Regions from separate parts of the Hordeum vulgare genome. Here region 2 is linked to region 1. A link is a contact called in public Hi-C data. All regions are on one chromosome and are shown on one strand. The core of a region is the stretch at or near the end of the contact, and the rest is flanking DNA. Distances in the headings are between cores, read along the strand shown. Region 1 holds the start of LOC123395132 (kinesin-like protein KIN-12F). Region 2 holds the start of LOC123395406 (adenine phosphoribosyltransferase 1).

Region 1 (7,241 bases), core at 2,989-5,488:
TTAGAGTGATGTTCTGCGTCCTGAACATATAAATAAGGATGGAAGTATGAGCTGATTTGTTGGAAAAATCCATGTAGGGAGAAAAGCTACTCAGGTACTAAACCTCAAAATTAGCTGAAAGTTTATTTTGCTGCTCAGTCAACACCCTGCCCTCAAGCATTTGCGCGACCTGTCAGCACAAGGAATGCTAATTAAAGAAACCTGCTACAGCACTCATAAGAATTACAAAATGAAGGTTAATATAAACCTGATTTCGAATGTTGGAAACTTCATCCAACAGAACCTCCCTCTCCCCTTCGTTACAGAACTGCTGATACCTACAGGTACATAATAAAACGTTTTAGTACAGTACAACAAATATGGGTGCATGCTGGTATAGAATATATATACCTCTTGAGTTGGTTTGATAAACGGATATTTTCTAGTGCAAAACGGGTTACTTCTGGATTTTTGTCCACTTTTGCACGAAGCAACTCTATTTCTCGTGACAAAGTTTTGTTGTCTTCAAGTAGATATGATTCTGCTGGCAAATTGTTATGAACAAGAGCCTCCATCCGGTTAATCTTATCTTCTCGAAATTTCAACGTCATCTTAGCGCACCTTGTATCCTCCTCTCTTTGAGAAACCTAAGATATACCGAGAATCATTACAGAATGTCCCCTTAAGAAATGTATAGATAGGTTTTACAACACTTGTTTGCTGTTGCTAAAAGTTTACCAATCGGTTCAACTGCTCAATTTCAGCTTGAAGTTGCTTTATAGTGGATTCTGCCATTGATTCTCTTCTCAAAGCTCCTGCTAGTGTTTCTTCCAGTGATTTCATCTGCAAGGTAATTTATTTATCAGCAATTTTCACACAGAGAGACATAGAAGCGCACGCACAGAGAGAATTTAAGGAAATCCAGACAAAGGCAGGTTACCTGCTTATTTGAAATTCTTAAATCTTCCAAAGACTTTATGCCTTGGGCACTGACATTTTCCTCATCCACACTCATCTGATCACTACCATCATCACCATGACCTCCAGTTCTTCCGCAAATATCAGTACTGAATGGTAAAGATCTAGTAACATGTTGGCGCTTGAGGACAGCTAGCTCCTCCTGAAACAAGGACCTTCTTTTAGTTTAGGGTGATGTTATATTGAACTGGAAGTGGGATTCAAATTCTGCAGACATTACCTTTAGAAGACGAATTTGATGCTGCAGAGCTAGAACATCTCCTGAAGCGTCCTCATTCACAACAGCCTTCAAATTTTAAGAGGTGAGAATTGCAAATGGCTAGTCACCGAAGATATTTTGGAAATGAAAATTGACTTAAAGGGCAGATAATTACATTGTTTTGAATGAGCCTTGCACGCTGAGCAAACTTGAGGGTACTGAGTGTTTCATTGCCAGAACTATTTAAACACACACGCAAAAAAAGTAAGAGGATACCAAAATGCATCTCAAGCTCTATCAAAGTTAGGTCGGGTTTAAATCCAAAATTCATTACCACAATGAAGAGCTGACATTTGCGATGATCATGGTCTTGGAGTTTCCACCAAGTGAATCCTATATGTGAAAGTGGGAGTAGAATAATTACTCGGACACAAGGGAAAGCAACAATAATGAACACAATAATATGTTATCTCAAGATTGCTACCTGGAGAAGAAACGTTAATCTTGAGTCTCTATAAGGAACATGCCTTTGCTTCCCATTTGTGAGATCAACTAGACTCATTATCACAAGACTGCAATTCACAATTCAGTTAAGGACACTTGGATGAGTAATAGCAACACCATGTTGAAATAATTATTCAACTAAAAGTTTTGAGTGTTAGATACGAACCCCAGTGTTGATAACGATTTGTTAATATTAGCAGCTTCCTTCAGCCGCTCACCTTCAGCACCAGATGTTCTCTGCCTGTTTCAGGTAGATATATTAAGGAACTGATAGTTCACTTAGCACAATAAACTGTGACACAAGAGAGTATATTGTCTGCCTACCTTTCTGACCCAGCAAGGTCAACTAGGTTCAGTCTTGCAAACCGAAAGTTAGTTGTAGCATCTTTCTCCCATGTACTCTCAATAATACATGTGAACACGCTATGGGAGCGGCTACTCTCACGGTTCATATTTGTAGCAGCCACTTTCCTATTCATAGAACCCTGAAATAGGTTTCAGAAAAAACCGATTAGCTCAAATTCATTGGCAGTATGCCATGAGACATTCACAAGAAAAAATAAATCAATAATAACTATATTACCTGCATCAAAAGTTTTATGATATCATTGACACAGCCAACTTCAAGTTCAGTCAGATTTTCTACGTATACTCCATTCCTTGTATCTTCCCGAAGCTGCACATTAGGTTTCATGTTTAGCAAAATCACAAAAAATAGTGTTGCACTAATTAGGTATTCCCTTTAACAATAGCGTGAAAGCGTACTGCAAGATTTGTGGACGAAGGGTCAAGAAGATCTGTAATTTGTTCATTGTAAATCTCAAGAAAAGAACACTTGCAGTTGTACTTGAGCTTTTCATCCCTCCTGCTCTCTTCCTCCTACAGTTTTGGGTTGCACACATAACAGGTTCAACATTCGCAGCATGATGAGATACTTGCTCATGCAGTAGACACTAATGAATATGTTATGCATGAGGAGTCTGTTACCGCTCTAATTCTCGCAAACAGGAACTCGAAAATACGTGGTGTCATTCCACGTTCTGGACTAGGCCTCACTTCTAGATCACTAATTTCACCAAGCATCGTGTACGTCTTTCCACTTCCAGTCTGCAATCAGTTAAAAGGTTTAAGAGCATGAAATCCTCATGGTCAACAAATAAAACAAAGACATTGCGAACTACCTGCCCATATGCAAAGACGCAGCTGTTGTATCCAGCCATACAGTTCTCAACCATTGGCAAGCCAGCAACACGGAAAAGTACTTCCTGCCAATTTCAAATTCATCCGTTAACCACAATCTGAGAAATAGAATCAAAGAATGAAATCAAATCGTTCTCAAGCTGACCTGGTTCACTCCTTCACAAGCAACATGGTCAAAGGTGAAACGGGTTTCTGGCTGACCAATCCATGTGATAGTCTGGGCACTTTCTTGTTTCAAACACCGATTATAACCATGCAGAGTTTTCTCCGAGTTATTTAGAGGGCGGACACGGATAACAACCTGGAGAATAAAGAATGAATGTAAATAAGGTGTAGGGTGACGTTTTTCTGTATTTGGAATCATGTGGATGGTGAGGCTGACTCTCCAACACATGTACTGATTCACAATTTAAAGCTCACATGCATCCATGCCTTGTTTTAAATGTGAACGGATAATCGTCCAAGAAAGCGCAAAAGGGAAGAAACAAAAGAGAAACAACTCAACAAACTTCTCTTGCGGTCATCTAGTACATAACTGTTAACTGAGGAAAAATTCAAGTTCTACTATACCTAAGTCGGAAGAAAACTAGCAAAAAGGTAGTTCCTTTTTCCCCGTTCATACGTTGGGACTCAGACTACCAAATGAAATTCTGTAGTTATCAATCACTAGCCACAAATGTACTACTTGAGCTAAATGATGAGTAGACACAATGTATACATATTACCAAGCAACGAATAAATGGTGTCACTAGGGAACAACAAAAATCAGAGTGCATACCTGCACGTTGTTGTCCATCCAGAAGGAGGGATCTTCCCGCAGTTCGAACTGGGGCACCTCCACAGAACTCACCACCGTCGCCGGCCCAAACGACGCGGGCGCACCCCTGACGGCCATTGAGCACCCCAAGCCCGATCCTGGGCCCCGGGCGCCACCGCTCGTCACCGGCCTCGGCCCCACACTGTAAGCCGGCTTCGACACGCTCTTCGTGGGCGTGCTGTGCGTGGACCCGCCCTCGGAGGAAGCCGCCGGCACGGCCTTACCGCGATGCGCACGGGGGGTGGTCATGGTGGTCGCGCCCATCCGCGGCGGCAGCTCCTCGGCGCGGGGCGGGGCCCAGCCGAACCGGCTCCGCGCGGCGGCCTTCTCGGGGGTCCGGAACGGGAGCTTGGAGGGCGTGGGCGCCGGCGACTCCGGCTTCCGCTTCAGCCCCGACACCTGCGGCTGGATGACGAGGAGAGGGGGGCGGGACTCCGCGGCACCGAGGAGCGCTGCGGCCGCGGCGTCCGAGCCGTCGCCCGGCGCGTTCTCGTCGTTGCCGGCCTCCGAGGCGGAGGCCCTGGCCGGGGTGCGGCGGGCGGCGTCGAGATCCCGCATCATTCTGCGCAAACGCCACGGGCCTGGCTCAAACCCCCGTAGCAGAAAGAAAAGAAAGCCCGAACGAGCTGGGGCCGAAGCCTTTCCCGGAGAAGCTGGACGCACCTGAGCCCGGAGGCGGCGGACGCGGACGTGGCGGCGGCGGTGGCGAGGAGCGCCGCGAGGCGGCGAATGGTGTGAGGCGACGCCGCCGCCGCAGCCCCTAGAACCCTCTTCCGCGGGGGAGATCCAGGGCCGCCCGCCGCGGGCGGGAGATTTCGAAACCTGGGGAGATTGCAGAAGGAAAAAAACTCGAAACAAGCGACGTCGCCCCGGCGCAGGTCGCGGATCGTGTCGCCGACCGGACCTACCTACCTAGGGCTGCGCGGCGAGCTGGGCCTAGTGTTCGCCGTTCTAGAAGGTTCTAGACCCCCTCTCTCTTCTCGCACACGCAGGCTAGAGGGGGAAGGAAGGGCGGGGGGGGGGGAGGAAGGATTTGGGTTTGCGCGAGGGGGTGTGGGTGGGGTATGGGTAGGGTAGTAACGGGATGCGGATCGGGGGTCGAGATGGACGGCTGCGATGGGATCGCGGGCGAGGCTGCCCCCGCTTGGAAGGGTTCGAAATTTGGAGACCGTTTTTCGGTGGGCGACCCCCGCGTTTGAACCGAGAGCTCGAAATGGCTCGCCGTGCTTCTTGTCTCGCTCGCGTGATCCTGTTTTTTTTCCTCTTTTAAAATAATAACACGAGACGTGCGGTGGTCCTAGGGTACTGGTGATGGTGTGCCAGGGGGCCTTAATTAGGCCATCATACGTGAAGGTGGATCCGAATCAATCATCAACAGGTAAATTGGTCAAAATGTTGAAGTGGAACTTGGTATGTGGTATATGTACCATGCGCGCAAACATGTTCGTCCGTCCATGTAATACCCGTGGAAAAATAATTATAATGATCCGATGAGGAACATTGACGGCACGCATTAAGAAATATTAAGTCGTCTACGTAGATAGCATGAAAATAAACAAACCTCGGCATCCTCAATGGCATGAGAATAACGTACATCAAAGTAGTTCACTTTGCCTTTGGTTATATCATTCATAGGGATGGAAACTGGGTCACATTTAGTTTCATTTAAACCCGCTTATTATGTAGTAGTCCAAAATTTTGTTTTTTTTCGAGAAAACTGAACTATGAAGCTAGAAAAAGCTAAATAAATGGAACTTGTGGGTGCCACTTATTTACCATTTACATCCCTAATCATCCAGGGGGTGATGGATTTCAATTGAGTGTGAAACAAAATCAGGAGTAGTACACGTGTGTAATTTGTCGTCTAGTGGGTTTCGTCATATGTCTCATAACAAAACATGATCACTTTTGAATTTATTTTAATTTATATTTCTTCATAGACATTGTTTGTCACAAGCTATCGACATGTGGTAGGCTTAGAGCAACTATGACAGATTCAACATTATCCATATGAAGCACGCGCTTCATATGGATATTGTCATGCCCAAGATGCGACCATATCCTTAATTTGGCACGAAGGCCTCGTCAGGGTTAGAAGCGCATCTCGTCGTGTCGCAAAAATGGATATCGTTACAAGTACATGTACTGAAAAGAAGAGGTATATATATAGTTGGCTTACACTCGCCACAAGCTACATCAGAGTCACATCAGTACATTACATAATCATCAAGATTAAGAGCACGGTCCGTCTACGGACGAAAACAAACGACAAAAGAAGAACGACGTCCCTCCTTGCTATCCCAGGCTGCCGGCCTGGAACCCATCCTAGATCGAAGAAGAATAAGAAGAAGAAGAAGAAGCAACTCCAAATGAACAATCAACGCGCTCGCGTCAAGTAACCTTTACCTGTACCTGCAACTTGTGTTGTAGTAATCTGTGAGCCACAGGGGACTCAGCAATCTCATTTCCAAAGGTATCAAGACTAGCAAAGCTTAATGGATGAGGTATGGTTAAGTGGTGAGGTTGCAGCAGCGGCTAAGCACATATTTGGTGGCTAAACTTACGAGTACAAGAAATAAGAGGGGGAAAGATCTACGCATAGCGGACGGGAACTACGGATGATCAAATTAATGATCCTGAACACCTGCCTACGTCAGACATAACCCCACCGTGTCCTCGATCGGAGAAGGAACTCACGAAAGAGACAGTCACGGTTACGCACACAGTTGCCATATTTTAATTAAGTTAAGTTCAAGTTATCTAGAACCAGTGTTAAACAAAGCTTCCACGTTGCCACATAACCGCGGGCACGGCTTTCCGAAAAGATTTAACCCTGCACGGGTGCTCTAACTAGTCCATAACAAATTACCAAAAGCCGCATAGAAATCCTCAATCACGAAGCTCGCGACCTCGTCGGATTCCCTAGTGGAAAACCTCAACTCTGAGATTACCCAAAGCATCACCGGAATCCCGATGCACAAGATATCTCGTCAAAGGTAAAACTAATCCAGCAAGGCCGCCCGACGTGTCGACGATCCCGATAGGAGTCGCGTACCTCGTTCTCATGACACGACGGATGAGCTAGACGTCGGGATCGCTAAACCTCCGGGTGACCAGAGGGGCGCCGGACATCGCTCAGGTGGGACCAACTCTCATGAGGAGCACTGGCCCGGGGGTTGATTAAAATAGTCCGCGGGTGCCGGCGGGTCCCTATGCATTATTATTAGGTTATTAGGCAAATGTAGTACCAAAGTTGGGCCTTGCCAGACCAGTCTTAATCTAAAACGAATTATCAAGGGGGTCCCCATAACAACCCCGATCGTGTTAGGAGCGCTCATTTATGGAACATAACACCGGTAGTCGGAAACTAAGGGGGCAAAGGTGGAACAAAACACCAGGCTAGAAAGGCCGAGCCTTCCACCTTTTACCAAGTATATAGGTGCATTAAATTAAATAGCATTTAATAGGGTGATAAACACAAGGAACCCATGTTATCACATGGAAGCAACTGCACCTGCAACTAGCAACGCTAACACAGGGTTAAGCAAGCAGTAACATAGCCAA
Region 2 (7,241 bases), core at 1,557-4,056, 210 kb before region 1:
CTCTCTCTCCCTCGCGCTCCCTCTCTCGCTCTCTCTCCCTCGCCCTCGCCCTCTCCCTCTCCCTCTCCCTCTCCCTCCCTCCCTCGCCCTCCCTCGCCCTCTCCCTCGCCCTCTCTCTCTCGCTCCCTCTCTCTCGCTCCCTCCCTCTCCCTCGCCCTCGCCCTCTCCCGCCCCCTCTCTCGCTCCCTCTCCCTCTCCCCCCCTCTCTCCCTCTCCCTCTCCCTCTCCCTCTCCCTCTCCCTCTCCCTCTCCCTCTCCCTCTCCCTCTCCCTCTCCCTCTCCCTCTCTCCTCTCCCTCTCCCTCTCCCTCTCCCTCTCCTCTCCCTCTCCCTCTCCCTCTCCCTCTCCCTCTCCCTCTCCCTCTCCCTCTCTCTCTCTCTCTCTCTCTCTCTCTCTCTCTCTCTCGTAAACCAACGAGACAACAATTTGTCGCCGAAGTTTGGATCCATGGGGGTTCTTACATGTTGAGTTGTCCGAAAACAAATGTCTCTCTCTCGTAAACCAACGAGACAACAATTTGTCGCCGAAGTTTGGATCCATGGGGGGAACTTACTTGTTGAGTTGTCCGAAAACAAAGCCCTCCCTCCCTCCCTCCCTCCCTCTCATCTCCAAGAGAAATATGTTTGATGAATCTTTGGAGATGAACTCGATGCTTTTCTCTGTAGATTTCAAATCTCAAACATATCTGTGGTCTTCCTCTCAAGGATTATCACTAGGTACTTCAAGAGAGGTGGGAGACTACTTGAGGATGAGGAACCAGGAATATGGTTGGCAAAAAGTTCCATGTGGTTGGGGTGGAGGTCATATATTTTGCAACTTGTAAGTCAAATCTCAAATGAACCTTGATTAACAAGGTTTTCCATTTACGCATTTAAGATATTTCTACACAGGAACAAAGCACGTTATGAACTGAATATAGAAGCTCACCAATAAGTTTGGCAGCGGCACAAAGGGTTCCCCCTGTGGCAATTAGATCATCCACAATAAGGACCCGGTCATTGGGCTGCACAGCTCCTACGTGCATTTCGATTTTGTCAGTGCCATATTCCAGAGAATATTCTTCCGATATCACCTCACCTAGTATAAATATGCAACATTATTAGCTAATGTATCCAGTTCGAGACCTGAAGTATACCTATTCAATAAAAGCAGCTGCCGCATATTAAGCACTGAAAGAACATACCAGGTAGTTTTTTCGGCTTCCTTATTGGAACAAACTTCGCACCTATGGCTAATGCAATAGGGGGGCCAAAAATGAATCCTCTGGCTTCAACACCTGATAATAATAGCAACAAATATGATAAATTAACACCAGAGAAAATAAGAACCAAAATCTTATTTAAAGTTTTGGCTTTTTTATAAATAATAAGAACATTTAATACAAAAAGGCACTCTGCTTAATATCACATTACCAGCAACTACAGTTATGCTTTTGTCCTTGTACCGCTCCACAAAGAGGTCTGTGGTGTCACGGAATGCCTGTGGATCGAGAAGCAAGGTTGTGATGTCCTGAAACAAAATCCCTGCACGAAGAAACAGGATACATGATTAAATAAAGCAATTCCTTACATGTAACAATCTAGAGCACGCATGGTCCTGCATTCCTGCTCTAAAGGTACACTTGCCATTTACCAACAACACAACGCCACACAAACCAATAGTTCACATGTGGGTGTGACCATCATTACAGGAAAATCAGGGTGTGAACATAGGCTAATTCCTACCGGCAGAATTAATTCCCTGCGGCACAATCCAAGTCTCTGTTCACTAGCCTATAAATGATAAGCAATTGTATAAATTTACTATTAATAAATCTGAAGTAGTTTGCTACTCGTATCTAGACAAATAAGTATTATACAAGTAATATGGATCGGAGGGAGTACTTTGCTTAGCTTCCTACACAAGCTGTTACTGCTGTTGGCAAATGGGAATGGCAATTGACACATCCTGCGTGTAAGGACTATTGGTTTACCATAAAAACTCACAGAAAATTCTTACTTCGTTTACCGCAGCAGCCATATGCACAACACCAATTTACACACTTAAGTTAGTTCTGGTCTATACATCTTGAGAGCTGAAGTTTACCTCACCAAACTTACACGTTCCCTTGACTAAAATGCAGCTGCCGTTTCATTCGGTGCCATGATTTTGGTACGATTTTATTTTCTCCAACGCTGGCTCAGTTATTTAGCCAACACCTGATGGGCCAATTAGCCCACCTGGCTACTGGTCATACTAAAAATTTAGCGTGGTTTGCATCTCTGCATCTGGGGGAAAATACACTAAACTGGCATCCACCCGCTGTTACTCCGTCAAACCTAGGTGGGATAACCACAGGACAAAACCGCATAAACCACAGGAACTAGCATACTTAGGCAACTTCCTCGACACACTAGGTGACACCGTGACAGCCCGCCGCCGCCGCCGCCGCCAATGGGCATCGACCAGATCGACCCACCCACCCGAGCGAGCAAGTGAACAGCTAGGGGTTCTAGAGAGGGGAGCGGGAAAAGGCATCGACAACGTGCGCTCACCTGGCTTGGGGAAGTTGGGGATGGCGCGGATGCTGGACGCGATCCGCTCCACGCGCCCGTCGGATGCCATCGCGACCGCCGCCGACCCTCGCCGGCGCCGAAGCCGCACGCCTGTGCCTCCGGGGGATCCGAACCGCAGCGCGACCGAGCTCGGCGAGCGCGCGCCGCCGGGGGGTGTCGGAGTCGGAGACGGGGCCGGCGCGGTGGGGCAGTGCGGGATGGGGAGTAAGCGAGAAGGGAGCAAGCCTCTTTAACCAGCTGCGCCCTCGCCGCGGGCGCCGTCAGTTATAACGGCGACAGACCGGGGGAGAGGTCAACCGGAGCTGACACGTGGGTCAATGCTGATGACAGGCCCCACCCGTCATTGTGGTTGGCATTCTCGTTGCGATTGCGTCGGCGTTGTTCTGGGTTTATTTTGAGATTCGCGGGGTGGCGGGCCCGAGTGGGGCGCGAGGTTCATGCGGCCTCCACCAACCGGGAACGGCTTCGATATGTGGGCCCTCAGCGTGGAGGGTTTGTTGGGCTGCTGACGCGTGGGCCCGCCGCTTCCCAGACGACCGGTGCGAGTGCGACGGCCTTTCTCTTGCCGTCTTGGGTAAAGGAGATATTTCTGGATTTTTGCAATGGTAAATAAATGCACAACTGATGCTTACGATTCTGTTTGAAACTATAATAGATTATGATAATTTAAATTATAAAGATTAATTATATAATCTGATTAATAAAAATAATCTAAGTGGGTATGTTTGAAGGTTAAATTATATAAACTGTAATCCAGCGGATATTCAATTTGGCTCTAGGGAGCATATGCTCCTGCATGTTAAAAATGTATTTTACAGATGTCAAAAAAAATAGATGTGTTCGTCGTCACACTCAAATGACACATGCAAATTTACAGGTCAAAAACTTAAGTATTTTGGCATGTGCAAAATGAACAAATTGAACGTCAAATGTTACACTTGATTTTGTTCTTTTCACCAACGAAGCACCGTTATCCCATATGGCATGACAATTGGCAAGCACACTTGCCACACTAATATGAACATCTACAAAAAATTCAGAATTTTTGAAACGTATTTACTATTTATTTTGATTTTACTGTTCATTAGAGAGTATATGCTCCCCAAAGCCAAAAATCCATGTCCGTAATCCAGGTTTTACATTGCATAATGACATGTGTGCCCTCTGTTTTTTTTAAAGAGGAGGGTGACAGTGGCAGGAATGTAATTATCTTTAACTTTACAAAGGGTAATGGGTCATTAGCAATCTATAATCTGATTTTAGCTAGGGTAGAGTAGATTGTGAGTTTTTAATAATCTCTCCATCTAGTTGTTTATAATCTACACCATAATATGTCCTGTTTGGATACAGAACAGGTTATAAAAACTGGATTATTTAATCTGAGTGGTTCCAAACAGGGCCTAAGAAACAAAGGTAGATCTTCTCAAATCCATGAAGGAGATGAGGTTTTGGGGTAGTCTTTCTTCAAATCCACTAGTGTTAGAACATAATGTTTTCTATGTGGTTTTAGTGATTGATGACAATGCCCTTTGCGGACTAACCATGTGCATTCAGATTTTGAGATTATTAGGTGGCACAAGACGGTTTATTTCTCCTCGATGTTTAAAGAGAAGACCAATATTTTTTGTCGATTTAGATTTGGTGAACTTGAGTCGTAAGAAATCCGTACTATCAAGAGGGGGTCCGCTTTGGAAAGGTTTGGATGAAATCATCAGTTCATCACGTATGCAGTCACTTTGCACCATGCCTTTCTTCCCAACATCTGGAGCTTCTTCCTTGCTTGCTTTAATCTACCCAAAGTTTGATAAGAGGTAGTACGCGCTCGCCAGCGGTGGTACTGCTCTAGTGGTACTACTGTAGTTCACTACTAGTGTCACTTCCGCTTATATTTTGCTCTCTGATGTTGGCAACGAGTAAATTACCAAAAACTAGCACATTTCGCGCAACCGTGTCCAGGAGCTACCACAATACGATTTTGTCCCAAAAACTACCAAAATCAGACTAATCAGTGGTAAAAAAACTACCATGTCAGAAAAGTTGGCGATTTGGTTTGTTTAAATCAGTTTATGACAAGGATGGCTGGTGTGAAAGTGTTGATGTGGCATACTAGTCAAGCCCTGCTTACATTGACCGTTATGTTGACCGTTGTGACATGTGGGCCCAAAATAAAGTTAGCAGAACGGGCAGCTCGAGCAGGAGTTGCTACTCACCGCGCGGCGGCCTGCCCGCCCGGCGGTGCGGCGACCACGCGCGCGGAGGCGGAGCTCGGCAAGGCGGCGGCGCTGCTCCCCCGATCACGCGATGGCAGGATGGCATCCTCCTCCTCCTCGGCTGTGTCCTCGCTCGCGGCGACGCGGGCAGGGTCTTTGCTCTGCTCCTCGTCCAGCGCCACTGCGTCGTTCTTGGAGTCCTCGCCGCCGGAGACACGCTCGTCCAGATCGGACTTGGCATGCGGGTCGTCCACGACCACCGCGGTGACGGCGCTGCCTCGCTCCTGCTCGGCGCCTCCACCATCCTCCTCCGAGCCAGAGTCCTCCTTGCCCATCGTCCCGTCCTCAACCTCGGGCTCGCGTGGCGGCGACGGCGCCTCCTTGTCCCTGGTGACCTCGTACGCGAAAGACGAGCGCGTGGTGTGATGGTACACCGTGACGGCGGCGGCCTTGTCCCCGTCGTCCGAGCCGACGATGGACGCGGATGAGGTGGACGTGGGGAAGTAGGCCCCGGCGACGCAGAGCGCGACGAGCACCCCACTGATGGCGTAGTAGACGCACGCAGACGCCGCCGCGGACGACGACGCGGCCCCGCCCCCGCGCTTCCCGGCGGCACGAGAGCTCCGTCCCCCCACCCCTGCCATGCCGATGTGGACCACGCGCACGGGGAGCTCGACCTGCCCGCCTGGCCTTGCTCAACGTTGTAGGCGAGGCGAGCCTTGCGGCCCTTCGGCGGCTCGATGCTGCAGGCGAGGCAAGCCCGGTGGCGCGGTGGCCTTCGAGCTCTTTGTTTGCTCTGCGACGAGACGCACATAACCTGTTTGATGTAATGCACGTGATAGTGGAGAGAGGTGGAAGAAGAGGTGTGATGTGTGGGTCCTATCTGTAATAACGGTCAAAGTTAACGGTCAACCTGACATGTGGGCCAGCATTGCCAGAAAAATGGTTAAAAGAGATAAATCGGGCAATTAAGAAGTTTGGTAGTTTTTTACCACAGACTAGGAAAATTTTGGTAGTTTTCCGCACAAAATCGTAAAGTGGTAGCTACTCGACACGGTTGCGCAAAATGTGGTAGTTTTTTGGCAATTTACTCTATTGGCAACGGTAGTAGAGCGGTTGTTATGAGAGGAAGTACCGCTCCTATGATATTGCGTTCATTACACTGCCATGCTTCCTCTGCCCACACGTGCAGATCAGATTCTAAGCGGAAGTACCCCTCCAAGAGAGCGGTATTACTGCTCCGGCGGTACTACCGTGATTTTCTACTGCTGGAACTACTTCTAATTTTTTGCTCTTTGGTCTGGTTGTTTCTCTGAGCGGAAGTAGGGCAGTAGTCTGGTTGTTTCTCTAAGCGGAAGTAGGGCGGTAGTACCGCTCCGAGCTGTACTATCGTGCTACACCTCCACTCTACCGTTGGTTCTCCCTCTGTGGTAGCACTAAGAGGAAGTTCCGCTGGTGGGAGTAGCAATACCACTCGGGAAGCACTACCGCATCCCTGAGCTCTACAATTACTATAAGTGGAAGTAACTTCCGTGCAAGCGGTAGTACCACTCACCTCAGCGATACTACCGCTTATGCGCGGGCAGAGTGGCTTCACGGCTGGATTCTTCTTCCCGGTATTCTTCCCCAAGTTAACTCACCTTTTCCCCCTGATGGGGTTATGGTCCTAGGGTAGGGTCATAGGCCTGCCCTGTAGGTCCTACCCAAGGACTACCCTTCATAAGGGACAAGGCCCTTAGTCAGTTCCGACTGAACTAAGAAGTTCCCATCATCCAGTCAGTGACAGACCCTCAACCATCCAGTCGGAGACGAGCATTCGGAGCATATCATACTAACCGACTGGATTCCACTCTGTGCATCGTAACCCCCCTGGGGGGAAACGGTCATACGTTTCCAGACGCCTTTATTAGCATTTAAGACGTACGTTACCTGTAACGTAGGCATTTATTCGCCACTACTCCCCCCCTGTGCACCGAACCGTTGTGGAGGGCAACGCACTCTATATAAGCCACCCTCCTCCACTGGTGCAAGGGTTAGCAACTCATTGTATTCCATATTCCACTCGACAACAAGCTCCCAGAGCACTGAGACGTAGGGCTATTACCTCCACCGCAGAGGGGCCTGAACTCATACAACCTCGCCGTAGCTAAGGCTCTGCCCATCCTTTTCGTACCCTACACATCTACTGTCAGGCTTATACCCACGACAGTTGGCGCCCACCGTGGGGCAGGCGTCTAAGCGACTTCCGGTGAGTTTGCGACTACTTCCTTTCGTCATGTCGTCCGGTGGAGATTCGAGCATGGGTCATCGGATCTTCTTCGGCGCTCTCTCCTTCATCGTCGATGATTCGCCGTGGCTTCGGGATGCTCCTCTCGACGTCGAGGCGCTTCCCCGTCGTGGGGCTACACACTTCCGTGCTGGTGCCCGCAGCATTCTTCTTCTCCAGCAGTCGGCTCCGGTGTCGATCTTCACCACC

The links. Hi-C and Micro-C count contacts between places; a contact is called where the count stands out from the background.
Region 2: a Hi-C map of seedling shows a contact between it and region 1, with 4 times the contacts expected there. The contact joins the promoter of LOC123395406 here to the promoter of LOC123395132 in region 1. A contact is called at or near these places in 3 of 6 Hi-C or Micro-C datasets (leaf and seedling).

The regions. Positions count from the first base shown.
Region 1 is chr5H:65,338,795-65,346,035 of MorexV3_pseudomolecules_assembly, reverse strand. It overlaps LOC123395132 (kinesin-like protein KIN-12F), which reads right to left and starts at 4,238. Exons shown (of 37, transcript XM_045090067.1): 1 at 3,639-4,238; 2 at 3,006-3,161; 3 at 2,842-2,925; 4 at 2,648-2,767; 5 at 2,426-2,539; 6 at 2,244-2,336; 7 at 1,985-2,145; 8 at 1,827-1,901; 9 at 1,641-1,728; 10 at 1,491-1,549; 11 at 1,332-1,395; 12 at 1,178-1,243; 13 at 920-1,099; 14 at 718-822; 4 more. The coding sequence starts at 4,238.
Region 2 is chr5H:65,550,002-65,557,242 of MorexV3_pseudomolecules_assembly, reverse strand. LOC123395406 (adenine phosphoribosyltransferase 1) reads right to left here and starts at 2,806. Exons shown (of 6, transcript XM_045090393.1): 1 at 2,535-2,806; 2 at 1,413-1,523; 3 at 1,184-1,276; 4 at 928-1,077. The coding sequence starts at 2,604.